Linked DNA regions of Columba livia: region 1 is linked to region 2. A link is a contact called in public Hi-C data. All regions are on one chromosome and are shown on one strand. Each heading gives the region's core, a stretch centred on a gene start, on an enhancer-like site or on the middle of the called end of the contact. The rest is flanking DNA. Distances are from core to core; before and after follow the strand shown.

Region 1 (5,930 bases), core at 414-2,913, 40 kb after region 2:
TTTCTAACTCCAGGAAAAAAAAAGAATGAGAGGTGTTACTCCAGAAGCAGATTATGTGCAGGCATTTCAATACTTAAGAAGGAGAGGAAAACAAACAAACAAAAGATCTAACCTTTTTTTCAGAAAGAAAAGTCGTATGACCTATAATTTTTTTTAATCCTTGTATACATTTGAGAGGTGTAACGATGGTTGGTTAAAAGTTCTTTTAAGAAGATTGCCACATCACTTTTACTTATTACTGTAAACAAAAATGCAGATATCCAGGTTTTGAGAGTGGAAATGAAGTCCAAATAACGTCTTCTATTCTAGGCAACAAAATGGGAAAAAAAGCCCCACAGCTGCTGCAAGGCAAGGCTGGTGTAGGGTGGAAAAGGCAGCTGAGCTGACATTTGCTATTAAAGCAGGGAGAGAGGTCAAATCCTGCTGGTCGTGCAGCACCTAAGAGTCTGTGGAAAAATTGGCTAAAGCAAATCCTGAACAGAGATTTACCAGCCGCGGCCAGGCTCAAGTTCACTCTTGGGTTAAAAATACTGATAGGAAAGGAATAAGACAGCAAAAAGGAACCGTATGTCTGTTACGTGATCTGCGCACCGGGCTCTAAGCTGTTCCCTGCGCGGTGTCCCCGGAGCGCGGTGTTGGGTGACCGAGCACCACGGCCCCTGTCACAGCCGCCTCGCACGGCCGTGCCCCGCGCTGCAAATAGAAGTAAACCACCAGACCAAGCGCTGGCCCGAGCTTCTGTGCACAGATTTTATTAAAAAACTCCTCGTTACAGCTCCTAGGAGCACCCCAAGCACTCGTTTCCATCACGGCGAAGAGTTGGTTTATTTATTTATACAGCGCACCCGGGTCACCGGGGAAGCGAAACTCCGCGGGCGCGGGGGCCGCGGCGGCCCCGCAGGAGGGCTGCCCGCCCGCCCCGCTCCCCGGAGCCCCGCAGCCGGGGGCCGCCGCCGAGCGGGGCGGGCAGCGCCGGGGTGAGGCGGAGGGGCGGCGGGGAAGCGGCCCGAAGCGCAGCCGGAGGGGCGGGGAGGGGGCGCCCCGCCGCTGAGGGGGCGCGGGTGGGTGCGCGGCCGCCGCTCCCCCCCTCGTCGTCTTCCTCCGCCGCCTCCTCCTGGGGCCGGGGGGCGCGATCCCCCTTCCCCGCCGCGGTGAGCGCCGCCGCTGGCTGCCGCCAGAGTCGCCGCCGCCCGGCCGTGGCGGCCGCCGCCGGGGCCGGCTCCCATCCGCCATTATCCTTTGTTCGCGGCGCGGCGGCGGCGGGGATGTTGCAGGGCTCGGCTCCATCTTTAAAGCGGGCGCCCCTCCCGCGGGCGGTGCAAGGCCGGGCCCCCGCGTCCTGCCGCCCGGCGGCTCCCCTGGTCCCCGCCGGGCTCCATTTCCTTCCCTCCCCCCCGCCCCTGTTTGCTGGGCGCCTTCCTCCTCTTACCGGTTACCAGGCTGCTCCGTCACTGCTTTCGTTCGCGCCTAGGATCTCGCCGCAGTTTTATTCTCTCCCCCACGTAACACACCGCGTCAAACTACACCTCCGCCGCGTCACTCACACACACAGGCGCTCCCAGCCCGGCGACAGGCAGGCAGCGGCCGACTGAGGAGCGCCAGCCAGGGAGCAAGCGCCGAGCGCGCCGCGGCCCGCACGGAAATCGCCGAGCGCTCACGGAAAACACCGAGCGCCCAGCAGGCGGCGGGAACGGCCGAGCGCGCCGCCGGCTCTTGCGGAAAGAGCCGAGCGGCCGCGGAAACGAACGAAGCGCCCCGCTGGGTGGGCGGAAGGAGCCGAGCGGCCGCGGGAAGGCGCGAACGGCGCTTCCGCCCGGGAAGCTCCGAACGGGGCTGCGGGGGCGGGTGAGGGCGCGCACCCCACACCCGTTCCCGCCGAGCGCGGGATGGGGGGCGAGGAGGCCGGAAAGCCCCGAGCGCTCACGGAAACGGCCGAGCCGCCCCCGAGCGCCGGGTCCGCGGAGGACGCCGCGTCCCCCGAGTTCACCAAGCAGGTCCCCACGTACACACCGGCACCCCGGGGAAGCTGCTGACCCCGGCCCCGCAAGCTCCACCGCCCGCCCCGGGGTGCTCTGCTGACCCCTTTCCTCAGGCACCCGGTTGTCAGCTCATGACCCAACAGCCCCTTGTCTTCACTAGCACGACCACAGTGCAGCCATGCTGGCGCTCCTTGGTGCCTCGCCGGCTGCCTGGAGTCCCCACCATCCATTTACTGCGTGGCGAAGCACTTGTGTCTGCCAGGTCGCTGCTCTAAACCTTCCTCTACCGCCTGTTTTTCATTCCGGGCTGTGACTCCCATCCCATTCCCCAAAACCAGGCACCAGTGACGGCTGCTCCATCCTGACACGAATATCCCCATGAAATCCCCCAGCCCCGAGCAACCAGCCTCCACCCAAGCTGTAAATTCGTGATTTTCAGAGCAGCGGTGGCCAAGGCAGCAGTTTGCACCCATGGCACCAGTCCTGTGCTTCAGCTCAGCGTGGAGAGACATCGTGACAGGGCAGGGCAATTGAAGAGAAGCTGCTAAATTAATGTATACTGTGATAAAGTTACAAAAGACGTACCCATCATTAACCAAATGACAGGATAAATGCTTTCTGACAGAAGACTAAGTAATACATTGTTTAGAAGCAGAGTGCTTAGTTTATATTTAACTAATAATTAATAGATGTAAGAAACTAACCAACTATAATATCAAATATTTCTTAGTATTGATGTATTGCATGTCAAGATTTTAAAAAATTGTAATGCATGTGTAATAATTACGGGAATATAAGCAACGCAAGAGCATCCAGTCTTTGGAGCGCTTATGGAGGATGATCCCCAGTGTTCCCCAGTGCTGATAGAATAAAGAATGCCGCTTAACAGTATAATTGACTCTGCTGTTAAGTTTATTTCTCTGTTTCAATGGGATATGGGTTTTGTCTCATTGGAGAAGAGGAGCAGCCACGTTCTGTGGCCCTCAACCTCATCTGCAGCGGCAGCGTGGTGTCTGTCGCTGGGGGTTTTAAATACTGGACAAGTGAACCTTTTCTAGGTAAGGTTTTGTGAGGAGTTGATGCCACCATGGAGCAGAGAACGGGCGGGCAGTGCTCCAGCTGGGTGAGTCCAGCCCCATCTTGTACGGTTCTCAAACACAGCGAACGCAGCTGAGCGTTCACCTTGAAGAATTAACTTCTCGAACTACAACCAGATAAAAGCCACACATAGCCTTGAATAACGTCATTTTGCAAATCCTCAAGATGGCACTACATAACAAGATTTGAAGCTCCAAATCCGGTTCGTTTTTGCAGCCAGCCTGGTACAGCCACCCAGTGAGACACCGCTGGGAGGCCAGAACTGCTGCAGGCACCACATCGGATTACACCGGTGTGTGGTTCCAGTTAGTTTTGCTCTTATCAAGTCTTGTTTTCTCGAGAAAGTTGAACTGATTTTACTTAGGCTGAGTTTCATTTAGTGCCGTCAAAAGTTACAAGAGATGGTACAGAGAGCGATTCCCCTGTGCCTTTGGCTCATGCCCGGCCCTATCTGCAGTGTACAGCTGGCATCATTTTTGGAAGTTATTTTCAAGTCTGCTAAAACTCCTGCATTTCAAGGAGCGGTTCTGATATCAAAGTTCTGACATCTCACGCACAACTGCTGGGAAACCTTCTGATGGCCGTTTTAAACTTTTCTCCTTCCCTTACAGGTTTTCTAGGGTTTTTTTTTGCCTCTTACCAGGTCTGAGCAAGACGGGGACACTAGGCAAAACTGAAGCTTTCTTGGGAGTGGGAGTGAAAGTCTGAGCTGCAAAACCCCCTTCCCTCACTAATATCTATGCCCGAGTTCCTGTCACCCTTGCCTCTTGGGGAATCTGTAGAAAATCGGACAATAATGATGTGCCAATTACCCACAAAGTCCAACAGGGAGAAGTTGACTTGGGGAGTGAACTGGAATGCTCAGCAGTTTTTTCTTTCATCAGCGAAAGGTTGCTTGATGATGAGTGAAACACAGCAAGATTAATTACTTTTCTTACAATTAAGTTTCAGAGGCTGATTCATTAGCTTTGCAGCTTCCAGGCTGGTTACCCTGGGCGGTGAACTCCTTGCATACAGCACTGCAGGTTGATTGCCTGTTGACAGGGTTCATAGAGGCTAACGGGTGACATTTAGATCAAGAAAGGTTTGCACTTCGTGCATATGTTGCAATCTGGAGCCGTCGACACTGCTGGCACTGGTAGCATGTGAGATAATATTTATTGTGGGAACACAGATACACATGCATTTTCAGAACTCAGTCTACACACCACTGTAAAGAGAGTGACACAAAGGTACTTTTTACCGGCCACAGCCACCTCTGGGAATGATTTATAACGAAATAATATTTCAGCATCAAATACTTGCTGACAAATTTCTAGAGGACCGGTGTGGTCTTACAAGCGCAGGGGCAGAGACAGGGTGTTTTGTACAAGTGTGACATTAAACAAGTATTGCTGGGGAGCAAAGAAAGCAGGGCATGCTCTGGGGCTTCGCAGCTACATTCACTAATGGGTATTTTCCCAAGGAAAGGGGGAAAAGTGGAGACAAAGCACCAAACTGATGAGGACTTTCTGAGGAGAAGATGAAGCTAATAAAAAGGCGTTATTGTGAAACCCCATGACAAAGGCATGTCAGTCTTCCATTCCGGTGTCTGCTTCAGAGATGGATGGAGACTCAACTTCAAACTCCCATACAGAGCAGTTTTCTATCATGTCACAGCCTCTCAGGACCAGTGAAAACTGCTTACTCATCAGGATAAGGACAAAACCCTACAGGTTCAGTATCTGCCACAGAGAACAAGATTCACCGGACTCCTTGAGCACTTTATTAGAGAAGCAGGTCTAAATTCACAGTTAACTCAGAACAAAGTAACCAAAAATAGAGATGGTTTTTCAACATCATCCCACTTAAAGCTAATGAACTGCAGCTCAGGTCTGCCCTCACTGCTCTTGGACATTCATCATTGCTAAAAGTAATAAATCTTCCTAGCCAAATACAGGCTTTACAAGCAGTCAGGTTGCATGCTCAATTAGCCCAAGGAAATTGGCCACTTTGCTTAACCCCTGCCATTTGAAATATGGAGCCCCGCTACCGCACCATCCTGCCGGAGCAGGATCACGTTTCTTCCACTGATGGAGCAGCCAGGGAGGGGAAATCCTCCCTCCTGAGCCGGGGACACAGCCGTTCCCTGCCGTGTGTGTGGAGCAGAGGAGCTTTCTCCATCTCACACACTGCCGCAGCAGGATTTGACTTCTTTGGCCGGCATAAGAATCAATTTCTGAGCCCCAAATGCTTTTGGTTACATTCACTGCTAAATTCATTCAGCATATATAACATACATTCATTTCTGAATGCTCAAATATCATCCCCTCAGAGGCAGAGAGGAAGTTTCGAGGGCAGGAGGGCAGGAACAGAGGAGTGCGAGCAGCTTTTCGATGCTTTGACAATGTGCTGTGTTTTCTAAGTACAGCCAGTAAAATACATCTTCTGGCTCCCTGAGCACACTGCAGCAAGCCCAGCCGAGCCCACCGTCTGAGCATACTAGGGAGAGGTCTATGCTTTTCCTTCACTTCATTAAAAACGCCTCTTGAAAGTCGTTGCTTTCTTGCCACTATAGCCTCACTTTTATTTGTCTTCCTCATTAAGCTGAATTTCTTCTCACTTTGCTTGTCCCCTGATTAATCCCTGCTTAACCATTTCTGGTTTTGGTTACTTTCTTCTGAGTTAACTGTGAATTTACGCCACATGCTGTGAATTTAGACCAGATTCTTCACACAGCTACTTCTCCTTGCAGAGGTATCCGGGCTCACATAGTCCCAGTGACTTCTGGGGGCCCCACTCTTTACCCAAAGCTAAATGATTAATTGTGTTCCTGCTAAACCCCCTTCCTGCAGAGTCCCTCCTTTGCCCCTA
Region 2 (5,663 bases), core at 2,268-4,767:
TTCCTAGACTTGTGCAATACTCTGTTTGACACCCCCCAACCGAATTTCCTTTCCAAATGCAACTCTTTCTGCCTCCTGTTATGTCTGGGAATTCATGAAGCTGTGTTGCCACACGTGAGCTGCAGCCTCCGTGGTTCTTTTTCCCATTGGTCTGAAAGTGTCTTCTGTAAAATGCATAAAAAGACCAGACGTGCAGGCAGGAGGCAGAGAAGGGCTGAACAAAGTCTCGCTTCAGACCTGAAGTGCCTGACCCTTCCTCTAACCTTCTCTCTCGGTGTAAATCAGAAATCCTGTGTTCAGCAGGACTGAAATGAGCCCTGTGCTAATTGCCCTTGTCTCTTCGCTTAGGCTGTGGTCCTGTGTGCTTATCTGGAGATGGGAGTCATTGATCTCAGGGACCGGTCTGTGATTGAGCTGGGAGCCGGAACTGGATTGCTGGGAATAGTGGCCACCTTATTAGGTAAGGGCTTTTTTTTTTTTTCTTGTTTAAAGCAATTTACAACTGCAGTAAAAGTGGCATTTTTACATCCATAATACATACCTGGTGTAGAAGTTAGCACCAAAGCTGTATATGTGAACGGTGATGTTTCCTGTCTGAGCCTTCTTCCTTTCGTGTTAGACTTCAGAGCCTGCTGCGTTATTTATCGTAGTGGTGGTGCCACTGCAGTTCACTTTATGGTAGGACCTTGTTGAGGCTGGCGCCAGTTACCACAGTACTCAGGTACACTCAGGTCTGCAGCTGTTCTCCCCCAGGGAGCAAGTGTGTTCCTGTCATCTTACCCTTGTCCTCTTGTGCAGCACAGATAAAACTACAGACAGAAACCGCTCTCTGAGCTTGCATAAGCCTATTTTGCAGACAGGGAAACAAGGTCTGGAGAAATGAAGAGATTTTTCGTGTGATCTGTCTGACCTGGGAAAGAGGCTTTCTAGCTGCCCCTCACCTACTGAACAAATACAGAATTGGAGCAGGTTAATTGTAACAATCCCTGCTACAATTAATTATGCTGTTCTCATCTATGGAAAGTCAGAAAGTAACCTCTCTGCTTCCATGCACTAAGAACAAGCTGCAGAATACACTTTTAGTTCTCTACCCAACTTAAATCTTCATGTGGAGTATCCTTTATATTAAGTGACTGATGAAGGGTAGGATGTATGTAGATAGTGGGCTCTTTTGCTTGTTTTGTTCTTTTGTTTGTTTGCTTTTAATCAGATAGCTCAGGGGAATTGTTAATGTTTAGCAGGAACTAAGGAGCCTGCTTGACTTAGAGCATTGTATTCCAAATGCTGTATTTATGGACATGGACTATTTGTCTGAGACATACACTCCTGTACCGCTTAGGTGCTCGTGTTACCATCACAGACAGGGCGGCAGCACTGGAGTTCCTGGAGTCAAACGTCCAGGCTAACTTACCTCCCGAAATACGTCCAAGAGCTGTGGTGAAGGAACTAACTTGGGGAAAAGACCTGGGCAACTTCTCTCCAGGAGCGTTTGACTTCATCCTGGGCGCAGACATCGTTTATCTGGAAGAAACTTTTGCAGAACTGCTTCAGACGCTGGACTACCTGTGCTCAGAGCAAACCGTGATTCTTCTTTCCTGTCGTATCCGCTATGAAAGGGATCACAAATTCTTGAAGATGCTGAGAGGCCGTTTCTCTGTCTCTGAGGTCCACTATGATTCCAGCAAGGATGTTCATATCTACAAAGCGCAGAGGGCTAGTCGCAAGGATGACTTTTGACTCTGTGCTTTGTTGGTAAACCGCTGATGCTGTTCAGTCCTCCCCTTGTTTCTACTCAATACACTTGTTCCTAAGCATATAATTGCAGTTGTGTTATTTCACTGCCTTCTCGGTCTGATGCTCTTCTCTGACCACTTGGTCTGATCCAGCAAGGATTGTACTTGCATTCTGCATGTTGAACCTCTGCTTCATTTCTCAGTAGCGTCGTATAGGGTCTTCCACTGACTTTTTATCAAATGTAATTTCTGAAACTGGTTTAAGTTCCAGAAATCTTCAGGCATCAAAAATGTCATCAAAAGATCTGTTGTTTAAAATCAAACTACACTTAATTTCTGTGGGAAACTTAGAGTGTTTTTTTTCCCCTTATCACTTCCTTAACTCCAGAAAAGTGGATGAAATATAAGCTAAGAGTCTAGCTCTAAATGCCTGAACTCTTCAGGCCTTCTGCATCTCAAAAATTGTAGTAAAAGAAGCCACTTAAAAGAGCAAAACCAACAAAGGCAGCTGCTGTAAAGTTGTTCTGTTGCTGTCACTGATAAATTGAAGAGGCATATGGAAAAAATAACAAGATCTGGGGGTAGAGGGCTGTGTTACGAATCAGTATTGCACAGTAAGCCAGCTTGGAAATCAGTGGTGTTTTTAACTGACTTGCAAGCATGGAGCCTCTGTCTGCAGTACCGAAGCAGTCGTGGTTCTTGGGTTGTCTCTAACACCATAACTTTCCCTTGCGGAGGTCACGGCTCTATGGAGCAGATACACGTGCACATGTGCCAGCAGGGCAAGTTAAACACGGAGACTTGAGCCGTTCTTTAAATATCAAATCAGTCTTTAACTTTCAAAGTACCGCTAAATAATGTTTTACTTTCTGCCTTTGTTTGTGGCTCGCTCTGTCTCTGAGAGCTGTTATTTATACTTCTTCTTGTATTACCTGGGACCTTGGGGCAGTGTCTAGGTTTCTGTGCAGTGTGGTAGACGCTGTTCTAAGTAACTGATTTCATACCTTGAGCTTGTAAAAACAGCTCTGGGAAAGATGCGTTGCAGGCTGGAATTGGGTTTGCACCAGCAGCAGGCTTCCTTCTCTTCCTAGTGATGGAAGAATGAAACTGGTGGAAACAATGGACTTCTAGATGCAGGAATTGCTACAGTACTTTTTTTTTTGGTGGATGTGGAATTTTTTTTTAAACTTAACTTACAAAGCTCAGGTCAGGGCTTTAAGCGTGTCCATGTCTTTGGCACTGGCGACAGCAACACCAGAAGCTGCTTTGGGTCATGGACGTTAGGAGCTCTATCACTTCTGCTTCCATCAAACTTCTTAACTGGAAAAGATGCAAGGGGTTTGTGGTCCAGAAGTGATGTGGAGACTGTAATCTGGAAATGACACATTTAACATTACAGCTCCCATGAATGAGACCCAGAGGTCTTGTGCTTCATCCTCTCCATGTTTTCAGCTTAGTTCCTTGCTTGGCTCTGGACTCAGCTCGAAGAGTTGCTGCTTTAGAACACTCACAACAGTATCCTCAGAAGCCACATGGTGTCACTAAAACAGTATTTAGGCAGCTGGCTGGGAATATGCAGTCTGAAACCAGAGTTGAAGTCCCTTTGAAGGAAGGAAGACAATACTTTTAATTAAAACCAGAGCGTGATATGAGCTTTAATGCACCAGACATGGCTTTCCTGTTGTATCAACTGGCTGAGCAATGGTTGAAAAGTATTAGGAGCTCTCCCCACTCTCTTTCTGGCTCTAGTTTTCAGAGTGTGGCTGTAAGTTCTCACCGCTCCTCTTCCTTTTCGTCCCCTCTGGTGTTTCCTTGTCTCTGAGCTTGCCTGTGCTCAGTGGATGTGCCAGGCTGGAGCTGGCAGAAAGCAGCGTGCTGGTGCTTGGGCTTGTGAGCGCATGTGACGGGCCGTGTGGGGAAAGCTGCTGCCCGGCTGTGCTTGGTGCTTGCAAAAGGCTGCAGCTCGCAATACTGGCAGCTGTAGAAGCACGCTTTAAAAGCCTGCTTAAATAGCACCGAATAAAGCCCAGTGTAGCGCAGAATAAATCGTACTGCAGCAACCTACACACTTTCAAGGAGGCTTTGCTCCAGGCCTTGCTTCGACGACAGGAAAAGTTTTGTACTTTTAAAACACTACAGTTTAATTGCATACCTTTCTAATTGTTGAGCAGCTTTCAGTGTCTGTTGTTCCACTGCCTGTCGCCTTCCCGTAAGAGCAGGAGTGTGCCTTGGCCTCTTTTGCTGTGTAACAGCTGCACAGCAGCTGTATGCAAACCCTAGGAGTACATTGGAAGGCTGAAGCAATGCTACTGCCCATAAGTAAATACTTGTGGAGAAAAACGTGAGATGTCACTGGCAGCTCAGGTGAGTGTCTTGCCCCTGACCTGCAGAGCTCAGCAAGGGGCACCCCCTCAAGGGGACATCTCTCACTGCTGCTGGGTGAGCTGCTGCACTGCCATCAGATGCATGTCAGTGTTGAAGCAGCTGTTTGGCAATTAAGCCAAGACCCTGCCCTGCAGAAGGTGCTTCCTTCTCTCACCTTGGTCATCCCAGCGCTAGAGAAGTCAGCGTCACTCTCCTTTGGGTGGTTCCATTGCATCAGTCCTGTTTTGTAACAGATGATGTGAAGTCATCTGCAGGGAGGATGTGTTTGGGAATGGGTCCCTGGGTAGTGGGGCAATAGAGAAAGTGTGTCTTGAGAAATAAAATACTCACCCTAGGGAGAGGATCCAAGTCGTGGGGAAGTGACCAGGTAAGACGTCACCATGCTGTGAGATTGTGAAACCATTCCTGAAACATGCCCTTCTGCAAGGAAACCAACTTCTAAAATGTCATTGCAACTGAAGTGATGTTTGATTAATATTAAGACAGAGTATGAAATTCAGCTCTGTATGTTACAGACTAAGAGCTTCAAGGTGCAGCAGTGTCACAAGAATCAGGTTTACCAGCTGATCTACTGACTGCACAGCGATCTGTGTTACCAGATTCTTTCAGTCTGAAATTCAAGCCAAACTGCATTTTTAACTCATGGACTAACTCCTGTTCGGGACTCTCCCTCATTACTGAGATACACGTTTTCCTGAGCAACGACATGAATGGTATTATGAAAACACTCAGTTGTGAAAACCACAAAATCCCAGCCATAATGAGCTGACCTTACTGCCTCCCCTTGGTTTCACTGGAGGTGTGTTTAGCTCAGTGCTGAATTTCTCCTCCTGGCTTTCATCCCAGGGTTTAGATCCAGCCTTGCAAATGATGTAACCGGGTTGTGATCCTTGCAGGGTTTGCTGCCTTCTGTTCTGCTCTGTTATTAACACCGTGGTTTACAGGAATGCTTAAAAGTGGGTAAAAAAAGAACATTTGAACTGTGAAAAGTCTCTCAGACATCATTAAACAACAGAACTAATTGCCACCAGAATGAATACTGGAAAGCAGGTTTAACAATATCAGAAGTGGAAGAGAAACTTTGTTCTTCGGGATCTAACTTCTCACTAATCTAATTCAACGTAATTGGGATTTAAAAACCTCTCCTTCGGGGAAAATATCTCATGAATACCTACAGCAGGCCTCAGATTGTTAGAGTCTTCTTAAAATACACCTTCTCCCACATCCCTATCTATCTACCATTTGCCACTCAATTAGCATAAATGGAACATCCTGCTCAAAAAAGAGACTCTATAGAGTTTTTTAAAGCATGTTTATGTGACTGCACATAAATGTTTGTGTAAAAAGGGAGTTATGACAGTTTATACCACAAAGGTTACAGTAAGAAAAAACACTTCTTTATGACAATAATTCACAAATTCACAAGAATCACTTTAATATACAAAGCAATTACTACCATTCTGAAACACAAAGCAGCTAATATGTACATAGTGTTAATAAAATGCATTATAACCCAGTACATTTTTTTTAAACACAGATAAAGCA

Evidence for each region. Hi-C and Micro-C count contacts between places; a contact is called where the count stands out from the background.
Region 1: a Hi-C map of crop shows a contact between it and region 2, with 1.7 times the contacts expected there. The contact joins the promoter of CREB1 here to the enhancer-like site in region 2. A contact is called at or near these places in 2 of 2 Hi-C or Micro-C datasets (crop and liver).

The regions. Positions count from the first base shown.
Region 1 is chr7:36,764,272-36,770,201 of bColLiv1.pat.W.v2, forward strand. It overlaps CREB1 (cAMP responsive element binding protein 1), which reads right to left and starts at 1,664. Exons shown (of 8, transcript XM_065069409.1): 1 at 1,430-1,664.
Region 2 is chr7:36,722,899-36,728,561 of bColLiv1.pat.W.v2, forward strand. METTL21A (methyltransferase 21A, HSPA lysine) reads left to right here. Exons shown (of 3, transcript XM_013367494.3): 2 at 349-460; 3 at 1,340-1,819. The coding sequence starts at 376. The coding sequence ends at 1,737. Among named protein-coding and RNA genes, the nearest start is that of METTL21A, 9.5 kb to the left of the region's middle. Within about 2 kb of position 3,518, at least 2 of the 3 cell types and tissues checked have an H3K27ac peak away from gene starts, as active enhancers do.